Linked DNA regions of Sminthopsis crassicaudata: region 1 is linked to region 2. The links are chromatin contacts, called in public Hi-C maps. All regions are on one chromosome and are shown on one strand. The core of a region is the stretch at or near the end of the contact, and the rest is flanking DNA. Distances in the headings are between cores, read along the strand shown.

The links. Hi-C and Micro-C count contacts between places; a contact is called where the count stands out from the background.
Region 1: a Hi-C map of hippocampus shows a contact between it and region 2, with 2.2 times the contacts expected there. The contact joins the promoter of SRP72 here to the promoter of CEP135 in region 2. A contact is called at or near these places in 2 of 2 Hi-C or Micro-C datasets (fibroblasts and hippocampus).

Annotation. Positions count from the first base shown.
Region 1 is chr6:41,773,149-41,778,505 of ASM4859323v1, reverse strand. SRP72 (signal recognition particle 72) reads right to left here and starts at 2,676. Exons shown (of 19, transcript XM_074273569.1): 1 at 2,521-2,676. The coding sequence starts at 2,629.
Region 2 is chr6:41,280,313-41,285,302 of ASM4859323v1, reverse strand. CEP135 (centrosomal protein 135) reads right to left here and starts at 3,731. Exons shown (of 26, transcript XM_074276145.1): 1 at 3,596-3,731; 2 at 267-424. The coding sequence starts at 379.

The DNA.
Region 1 (5,357 bases), core at 1,427-3,926, 490 kb before region 2:
TATTTTTTGTGCTTTTTCCTTCCTGACATATACAGTGCCCTTGCTACCTATGCCTCCTTCAGTTAGGAGTTAATTCAATAGTCAATGAAAAAAATGTCATTCTTCACTTTTAAGTTGTAAAGTAAGAAATTATACACACATATATATTGGGGTTTTTCTCAAGACAGTCAAATTCAATATTTTTGTGGGGCAAAAACAAAAGAAAGTTTACGATACATGCAATAAAAAGGTTAAATAAACTATTCCAGTAGTTCTCAGACCTTTTTATCTTGAGACTCAACCCATAATTTGCCAAGTACACTTCCAGCAAACAAGTATACACTTGTACAACACTTCCCCCTCCCCCACCAGTCAGGGCCTTGTTTTCATTCTACTTACCTTCACTGTGAGAAAAGACAACTGGAAAGAAAAAGGCCCAAAAGGACAGATTCACATATAGCATCACCACCACTAAATACAGTTGTTGAGAAAATTATGGAAACTTGCAACCAAACTGTTTTCTACCCTATAGGTAGAGAGCCTTTGGATTTTAATCCTTCAATCTAAGGATCACTGTAATTCATTCTCTTCTCACTCCTACCTCTTAAAACTCCCAATTTCTTCAGGAAAAAGTTATCTGAAAAGAGACAAGTATATATACCTGGAAAGGTATTCTGAAAGTGGGCTGTGAAGATCTTCAAATGTATTTATTCCCAGAAGTTAAGGGAAGCCCAGAGGTAACTAAGCAGGGGTACGGTTCTTTAATATCATTTTGGCAAATATGAGGAGGATTACGGGAGGAAAAAAATGGGGGAAGAAATAACAATCTATCTATAAGCTTATGAGTTGGATACTATATTACAAATGTTTTCTATTGATCCTGAGAGGTATGTGTCGTTATTATTCCCATTTTACTGTTGAGGAAACCTATTAAACAGTAAGGGACCCCATTTGGGATTTTCTCAGGATGGACTTAAGGAGACAGATGGACGATTTTAAGGAATGTTCTGGAGGTAAGGGCCAGTGAGGAATAGTGATATGAGGATGATTCCAGGGCTACAAACTAAGTGACTAGAAAGGTGATGATGCCCTGGAGAGAAATAGGGAAATTCAGCAGACGGATTTGGGAGAGCGTGAGGAAGATCACCTGAATTGGAGATGCTCAGAGGACATCTAGTTTGTAGAAGAGCTATCATGGAATATGATAGAATACTAATGCTGCTCCCTATCTCCTTCATTTATCTTCATACCCCAAAGCCCACACACAGAAGGCATTTTCTGGGAGGTTCAGGCGCAACAGAAAGAACGTCACACGTGACATTAATGAATACTCTACCACTTGTAACAGGAGCTCCTTTACTCCCCAGGTTAGAGGATACACAGTGGGAAGAGCACTGGACCTGCAGACAACGTGGTTCCAACCTCAGCTTCACACTTACTCACCCACTTGTGGCCTCTTAGGCAAGACCTTCTGACTCTATGGAAATTACTGAGCACTAAGCTTAAAAAGCTGGTATCTCTGCTGTTTATTAGTGTTTTGCCTAATTATCAGTTATAACATAATTTCAATAAAACAGAATACTTAGCATCAGACTTTCCTTACTAACTTTCCTATTATATATCAAAGCTCCTTACAATGTGGGTCGTGATTCTATGGGGAGTCTCTTAACCAAACGTGGAGGTTGTGAAATTATGATTGATTATCAGTAAATGTTTGATTTGTCTACCTATTTATATACCAAGATGGCGAGAATGGGTCGGGAGTAGAAAAAGTTACGTAACAATAGGTAACTTTTATATTAAACAAATTATTCGAAGTATTAGGAATTATCAGATACACGTCAAGTGTTCGATAACTTTAATGCTAAGGGGCACCATCAGAAACCACCAAGGCCCATCAGGGCAGTTTAAAAGCAAAGGCAGCTCAGTTCTCTATTTGTTCCCTTTTAGTACTGACGTGGGGGCTTCCCCCCAGCCCTTCAGAGGCAAAGGGGGGAAGGGGGAGGCTCATCTCCTGCCTGTCAATTACACGAAACTGACATCTGTCTCGGTAAACGTCAGTTTCCTCCTCAGTGAAAGGGGGAAGAAAAGTGCTTCGTAAGCCTGAGAGCTGCGTAAAAGGAGGCGGCGGCGTTGGGGAAGAAGGCCGGACCGGCCGCCCCCACCTCAGGGCCCGGGGAGGGCGGCTTCTCTGGAAGGGGAAAAACTGCGAGCGCTTTAAGCGCCCCCTCCCCCGAGCTTCCCCGACCTGGGAGGGAGGAGAGCTAAGTCCACGTGGCATAAAGGGGTAGAGGAAGCCTGTGCTGCCAGCCTGGGGCGGGGCGCTGCGTGCGGCCCCAGAACGAGGCTGCCCCGGACTGAGAACAGGCCTCCTCTCCACGCACCCGCGCCCCTGCGAGGCGCCCACCCGCGCCGGCCGGCGGCCCCCTGCCCCTCCTCCGCCGGAAGAAGAGGCCACATCTCCCCTCCCGGAGGCGGCCGGCACCGGGGGTCGGGGACAGCTCGCGACGCCAGGACTCCCAAAAGGGGGCCAGCACTCACTCTTGTCCACTGTCTTGAGGGCGCGCGTGAAGTCGCCATTCTGCCCGTTACGATTCACTTCGCTCCAGAGGGCAGCCACCGAGGCCCCCCCGCCGCCGCCGCTCGCCATCTTGAAGAAGACACGGAGGTGGGCGGGGACGACCCGTACCCCGGAAGCGGATTTCGGCGGGGCCGTGAGGAGAGCTGGGAACAGGAAACCACGCTGGGCTGTTGCTAATAGCAACTAGACTCTAGGCATCCTCCCTTGAGGGGAAACCTCTGAAGACCTGTGGTCTCCGAGTAAGCGGGTGGAGCGGGTGGAGCGTGCGTCCTTTACCCTGCGGGGAGCACTCGCAAACCGTGCCCGGCTCCACGGCGGGAAGCATAATAGTGTTTTGTTTTATTTTGGTTTTTTCCCCCAACTATAGGAAAAAATAGGTGTATTTATAATAAATAAAATCTATGTAAAGATTTTTGTAAGATTTTTTAATTCGATTTTTCTCCCCCCCTTCCCCAAGACAGCAGCAATCTGATATAATACATGTACAATCAACACATTTCTTTTTCCAAAATATTTTTAGAAAAAGCCACAGAAAATGTTTGGAAGAACCGCACATTTAATCTTTTTTAATAGTTTTTATTTATTTATGATAGCATGGGTAATTTTACAGCCTTGGCAATCGCCAAACCTTTTGTTCTAATTTTTCCCCTCCCCCCCATGGCAGGCTGACCAAGACGTGTTAAATTTGTTAAAGTATAAATTAAATACAATATGTGTACACATGTCCAAACAGTTGTTTGGCTGAACAAAAAGAATCGGACTTTGAAACAGCCGCACATTTAGTCTTTATTGGATTACTTGCAGTCTAGAGGAGATGGGTGAGGGAAAGGAAGAAAACACAAAAACAACATTTTGCAAGAATGAATGCTAAAAACTCCCTTTGCGTGTATTCTGAAAATAAAAAGCTATCATTTAAAAAAACATTTTTAAAAAGCATCTTCAGAGAGCCCAGAATGAGAATTCCTGCTTTATAAAAACCCTTTTGCTATTGCAAAGCAACTGGAGTGCCACGGAGTCATTGTGTGCTTTTCAGTGCGACAGGTTGTGGTCATGAGCATGATTCAGCTACTTTATCCCACAGAACCCACCCCATTCTCCAACCAAAAAAATAAAATGTTTATGGAAAAGTAAAACCAAAGGCAACAACAAGCAGTAGTTGCCACCAAAAATACATAAAAATAAAATACATACAACCTAAATAATATATGTGCCAGGTTAGGAGACCTTCCATCCAGCCCAGGCAGAGGACTACTTGGAAGAGCTGTTTTGTTCGTCCAACTTGTGACGTCATTGGGAACTCCACCGCGAGCATCTGTAAGTGACAACCTCAGAGTGGCCCAGGATGCTCAGCTACTTTGTGTAAAGGGCAAGACTTGGACACCAGTTTTTCCTGACTCCAGGATCAGCTCTGTTCCTGCCGGAGGCTCTCCGGCTTTGGAGAGTGTGGAGCAAATAGGGAGGCTAAGTGTCCACTGGATTTCTAGGAATGTCTCAATCCATTTCTGTTTGGTTTTGTGGTTTTTTTTTTTTTAGTAGCATCTAATAGTATGACCTTCCTCTTCCTAAACTGCATGGATTCACTGAGTTATCCAAAGGATCATAGTATGCATTTAAAGCTGGTAAAGCTCTGATAAATAATCTATTATAGCCATTTATTGTTGTTGTTTTTTTTTCTTTTTTTTTTACAGAAGAAACTGAAGCAAAGAAATTAAATTTGTCAAGTTATAACAAGCAGATCCAGGAGTAGTCTTCTGATTGCAAATCCAGGACTTTTACTAATACATCATTGTATTTTTTTCAGGGGGGGGGGGAAGACTTTAAAAAAAAATTGGTGCTATTGCTTCCTGTGTACACAGATAGCAAATTCTAGTGCTCTGATCCCTCCTGAGTTAAGGATCCAGCGTTCTAAAACACCTCTTTGTTATGTACCCAGCAGCTAACTCTAAATATAGGAGCACAGCTTTGTGGTAGAGGTGGTAGTTTGACCTCTCTCAAGTTCGTAATAATTCTCAAGGTACTCAGCTACTTCAGTTAGGTTAGTTTACCTATAATGGAAATAGTATTAAGGAAGATTAACGTGCAGGTTAAATTAAGGACAAAATCAGAGAAAAAGCAGTAGTGGTAAAAATCAAGGTCTGATCGAGAATATTGCCAGGGGGAATGGAGAGGAAGGGAACTTCTAAGATGACTGAACTAAGTCAAGCTCCCCAGCTCCCCCTTAGGCAAACATGTCACATTTCCTGACGGAAGAGGACGTTTTCCTCCTCTTCTATGTGGATTTGTTTTGTTCTCTATGCTTACTCATTACAAAGATTGTTGTTATTAGGGTTGAAGGAATTTGGGTGGGGATAAATGGACTTAGAAACGCTGATTCTCCCCCAAAAGAAAGCCATTGAAACTTCTTTTTTTTTAATGTACAAAAAAAAAAAAAAACCCGAAATAAACAGATGAGCAAGACAATTTTGAAAGTAACCTGTAGAATTTGCTATATCCGTTTTTTTAAAAAGCAAACAATTTGAGAATATTAGGTAGCACAATGGATAGAGTACCATCCCTGAAGTCAGAGGACTTTCCTTCAAATCTGGTCTCAAACACTTAATACTTCCTAGCTTTGTGACCTTGGGCAAGTCACGTGATCCTAATTGCCTCAGGGAAAAAAAAAGATTAAAATAAAAAGCAAGCAATTTGAGACAGTCACTGTTTCATATAAAATCCTTCTTTTGTGTTCTCTGTGTATTATATGTGTATTTCATATATATAAACATATATATTTCATATATATGAAAATGCTCTGATT
Region 2 (4,990 bases), core at 2,482-4,981:
GCAGACAACTGAATAAAAAGAAAAATTCTAACACTTCGGCTCAAGAAACAGTGTGAAAACATACAAAACTCATCAAGTAGAAAAAGTAGAACTGGGTTATTGAGCTCAAGCAACTGGAGTTTTTGGAAATATTTATTGAGTTTCAAATGGGTCATAACTTGAAATTCTAACCTACAATTAACTGAAGCACATAGTCTTTACAGCAAGACACGAGAGGGCCACAGTTCACAAACACGCAGGTTTAAAATTTCATTATTTATTTATACCTGAAAAGTTTTTCCACCAAGGGTAAACAGTCAATGCTCAAAGGCTGTCGATATCCCAACTGATCCAATCTTTTTCGAATGTTAATAAATTTTCTTTCTGCAGCTGTACTCATTGTGTATTTCCAAAATTGCTCTTATCGCATTGAAAAACTGATGGTCTGAAAAAGGGCAAAAGATTTTGATATATTTCCATTAAAGAGATTAACAACTTTTTATAGAAAAAAATTCCATGTGAAGTTTATTTGAACACAAAACAATTATACCAAGGCTCTCTTTTCAAAAGGATACTTTCTAAAACTTCTGCTAAGATATGGAATTATTTTATAAGCTATATCACATAATATAAAGAATCTCTACATATGTCTGCAAGTTTTCATTCTCCCCTGTTTTAACAAAGATTGCTATGTTCCTTGGGCTACAGGAGAACTAACCAAAAAATTAACTGATGACAATTTCTCTTTTTATAGAACCTAACTCTTTCCTGATCTTTGCCAATTAACATTACACAATACCAGCATGCCCAAACCCACCAAATCATTTTCATCATTATCATGGCCTAACATGTAAATCTCCAATATTCCCATTCATCTCCCATCATCACTTTTTCTGTTTTCTTTCTTTCAAACAACTTGCCTTTGAAAGTAGTGCCTTTCTAGCTTTCTTTTACAATCAAGTACTGATGCTGTCAACTTCACAAAAGGGATCTGTCTTTCCCAGGATAACGGTGCTGAAGAACAAAAATGCCTGTAATAAACAGAAATGCACCTTACTATCTAAGAATTTAGGATCTTGCCACAAACTTTTCTGTTATTATTTCTGATAGCCTGCAAATGACTTGATAAAGAGACATTAATTTTTATCTAGGTGTACAGAATACAAAAGACACTATGATGTGAGTCAATCAACCTGGATTTAAGTACTTACTATATACCAACTAGTGAGCCATACACTGAGAATACAAATGCAAAACGATCCGTCCTCAAGGAGCTCATATTCTAATAGAGGAGACACATAGGTATGGGTAAAATGTACTGGAGATAATCTCAAAGGGAAAGGGACCCTTTAAGTGTGACAGGGAAAGGATTCATTCAGAAGCTAAGATTTATCTGAGACTTGAAGCCAGGGAACCCAAGAAGCTGAGCTAAAGAGAGCATGAGCTCCAGCTAGGGAAAAGGCCCCATGTAGGGATATGGATCTTCCTGTATGAGGATCAGAATGAAAGACAGTGGATTACGCAGTACACGTAGTAAAGTGTAAGAAGACTGAGAGAAAGGAGCAGAGGTTCTAAAGAATTTAAAAGCCAAACAAATGATTTTTATATCTGATCCTGGAGGCAACAGGGAGCCTCTGCAAATTCCTTGAGTGAGGGTGATGGGTTTAGGAGGATGACCGAAGCAGTTAAATGGATGGTACATTGGCAGCAGGGAGGATCACCCAGAGATGATTGTAATATCCAGACCGTTCAGAGCTGAGGACACATGTGGGGTGCTATTTGTGGCAGCTGAGAGAAGGAGCCCTACATAAGAGAGAGTATGAAGACAGAAATGTTAAGACTGGGCAACAGATGGAATCTACAAGTGAATGAACTTGAGGGTTTGAGAATGATAATGAATGACATACCCTATCATTTCCAGCTTCCAGTGGAAATACAGCAGTAATCCCCTGACCTTAGATTGCTATTGTTCTAACAATCTGGCCATGATTCTAAAGTTTTCTGGCCTTAGGATATATGTATGGTCCTACAAACATTGCCTGACTGTCAGATAAACCATCTGGTGGTCAGTGACAACCAAGTTCCTGACATAATAGTGAAGGGACCACCCCTCAACCTACCCATAAGAGTCATAAAATTAGCAAATAAGTGATATGAAGCTCTGGTCTAATTTTGTCCTACAAATTTATCATCTTCTTGTTCTTTGCTAAGTCCTTTTGTAACTTAACCCATGTCAATTGGTGTTAAAATTATAATAAACTTTGCCTCTTCACTTGGGCATGGGTTCAATCCTGCAAATTCTTTTGAGATACCTCAGGACACCAGTTAGCAAACCCAACCTTTTGGGGTCCTCCTTGAACTTCAATAATATTAATTCAATGTTCTATTTAACTTGTATTGGTCAACCTGCCATCTTGGGGGGGGAGGGGAAAAATTGGAACAAAAGGTTTGGCAATTGTCAATGTTGTAAAATTACCCATGCATATATATAAACTATTAAAATTAAATATATATATGTGTGTATATATATTAATTTAATGTTCTAAGTGACCTTGGGAGGAAGACACTGCCCTTAATAGTAAAAATTGGAGGGGTTGGAAGGAACAAATAACAGCTAATGTTAAATCCTCCAAAACCCATAAAACTGTCTTTTCAAAAAAAAAAAAAAAAAAAAAAATCAGTTTATTTCCACTTACAAAAGCTGTTAAACACAAGTCCGACAAATGGACAATGGCTAAAGAAAGTATAATAATATAATGGGATATTAGTGAAAAAAAGATCACAATAAATATGAAGCATTCAAGAAAATATAGCTGTCATGTTCATTTTAATTTTTTTCTCATTGATTTTCCCTCTATTTTTCTCTCCCATGATTCATGAAGCGATGTGTATTAAAATAAATGAATTAAATTAAAATTTAATATAGCTATAAATGAAACGTACAAATTGAAACCAAAACCTGGATTGTAAAAATAACGTTTATTTAAGGGGGGGCGGGACCATCCAAATAAATGGAACTTCAAGAGACACCCACAAAAGCTTTAATTGTTTTGTTTGTTCAACGAGTCATTTGCTGGCACCTTGTTAAATGCTAAAGGTTTTAGGCAGGATTCCGTTCTTTATTTGAATATTTGTTGGGCTGGCATTTATTAAGTTTGTAATTACCTTTTTAAGTGAGTTTTACAACATTAAATTACCTCAGAATTATTGTGAACATCAAGTGAGACAACATACTCAAAAGTGCATCACGGGCCTGCCAGAAGTGGCTCCCTCACATACAAAAAAATTAAAATGGAGAAAAGGGTCTTTCGTGCGTCGCTTTCCGGACTGGAAGCTCCCTGAGGGCAGACGGGGGGAAGGAAGGGGAGGGGGTCTCTTTGGCCTTTCTAGTATCTCCCGGCATACAGTGGGAGCTTCATCAGCGCTTACAGGAGTTAACGCCGGCGGGCCGAGTGACTTCACGGGTATTTAAATTCTGAACTGGGGACTCGGCGGGCGGCCGGAACGGGCCGGCGGAGGAAGGCCCAGCTCCGCGTCCCCCTGCCCCTCCGTCGGGGCGGCCGCACCGCCCACGAGCGCCCCGGCTGCTCCCCTCCCCCACCCCCGCGGCCCTTACCGGGAGCTCCGGCGAAGAACCGGCCCTTCCTCGCTCTCCCACCGCCCAGCGCAGAAGCCGAACCAGGAACTAGAGAGAGCAGTTTGAAAATGGCGCGGGAGAGACGGAGCCAGCCGGCTAGGGTGGAGGCGCCGTCGTTGCCTGGTAACAAGGTGGGGGGAGGTGGGGGTACTGAGCGGCGGCAATGGCGGCAAAGGTGACGCCGCCGCAGCCCCGGGCCGGAAGCTGGCGAAACGGCTGCTGGGCGAGCACTAGTCCACAGCGCCCCCTAGCGGGAACTTTGGGAAAATGTGATCCCGGCTCCTTCGCCCGGAACCTGCTGGGCGAGCGCTGGTCCACAGCACCCCCTAGCGGAACCTGCGGGAAAGAGTGGTCCAGCTCCGACGTCCTGGACCTAGGAAGCACCATGTCTGAGCGCGAGAGCATCTTCCGACTGGTGTAATGCCTGCCTAGTAGGCTCCCAAGAGAACGGGATGGCTTTGGAGTTAGGAAAACCCCAAATCAAGACCTGACTCAGACACCCCGATTAGCTGTGCGACCCTGGGCAATCTCTAAAACTGTTTGCCTCAGTTTCCAAATCTGCAAAACAGGATAATAATAGCACTGAAAGTTTGCAAGTACTAAATAATAGTGTGACCTAGTCCCTTAATCCCAGTTTCCTCATCTGTAAAATGGAGATGAAAACAGTACCTACTGGTCAGGATTGTTGTAAGGATCAAAAGAGAAAGTATTTGTAAAGTGTTCTGCAAATCTTAAAGTGCTGTATTGATAGTTAAAATAGCTATTGTCATTTATGTAATGTTTATGTTATAAATGTTATCATTCACATGCATTGTACCTATTATTAGTAATCACCATGAACAGCTCCATCTGCAGCAGCCCTATGCTGAGTTTAATAAAATATTTCTTCCTTATCACTTTACAGTAAAACAGAGACTCTTCAATATTTTTTGTTTTATTTTGGGTTTTTTTGTGACATGGATTCCTTAGGTAATCTAGTGAAAATTGTTAGCCTTTTTTGGGGGGGAATGGTTTAAAATATGATTGAAGGAAAACTAAATTTCAGTTAGAGGTTAGTGAACATAGAAATGCAATTGCCCCTCAGGTTTCTTGAAATCCATTCATGAATTCAAAGTTATAAACTGCAGCCTATAGAATGTATTAAGGAAACCATGATAAAGAAAATCTTAGAGAAGACCTTTTCTCACCTGTAATTGGTCCACCTGCATTTATTGAATGGTTCCTGTGTTTTAGATCATCAAATCTCAAACATTTTATTCTCAGGAACCCATTGGCTGCTTAAAATTTATAGAAACACCCCCCCCGCAATTTGGTTTATATAAGTTATATCTATTAATATTATGTATCTATTATATTATATCTTATATGTGTTAA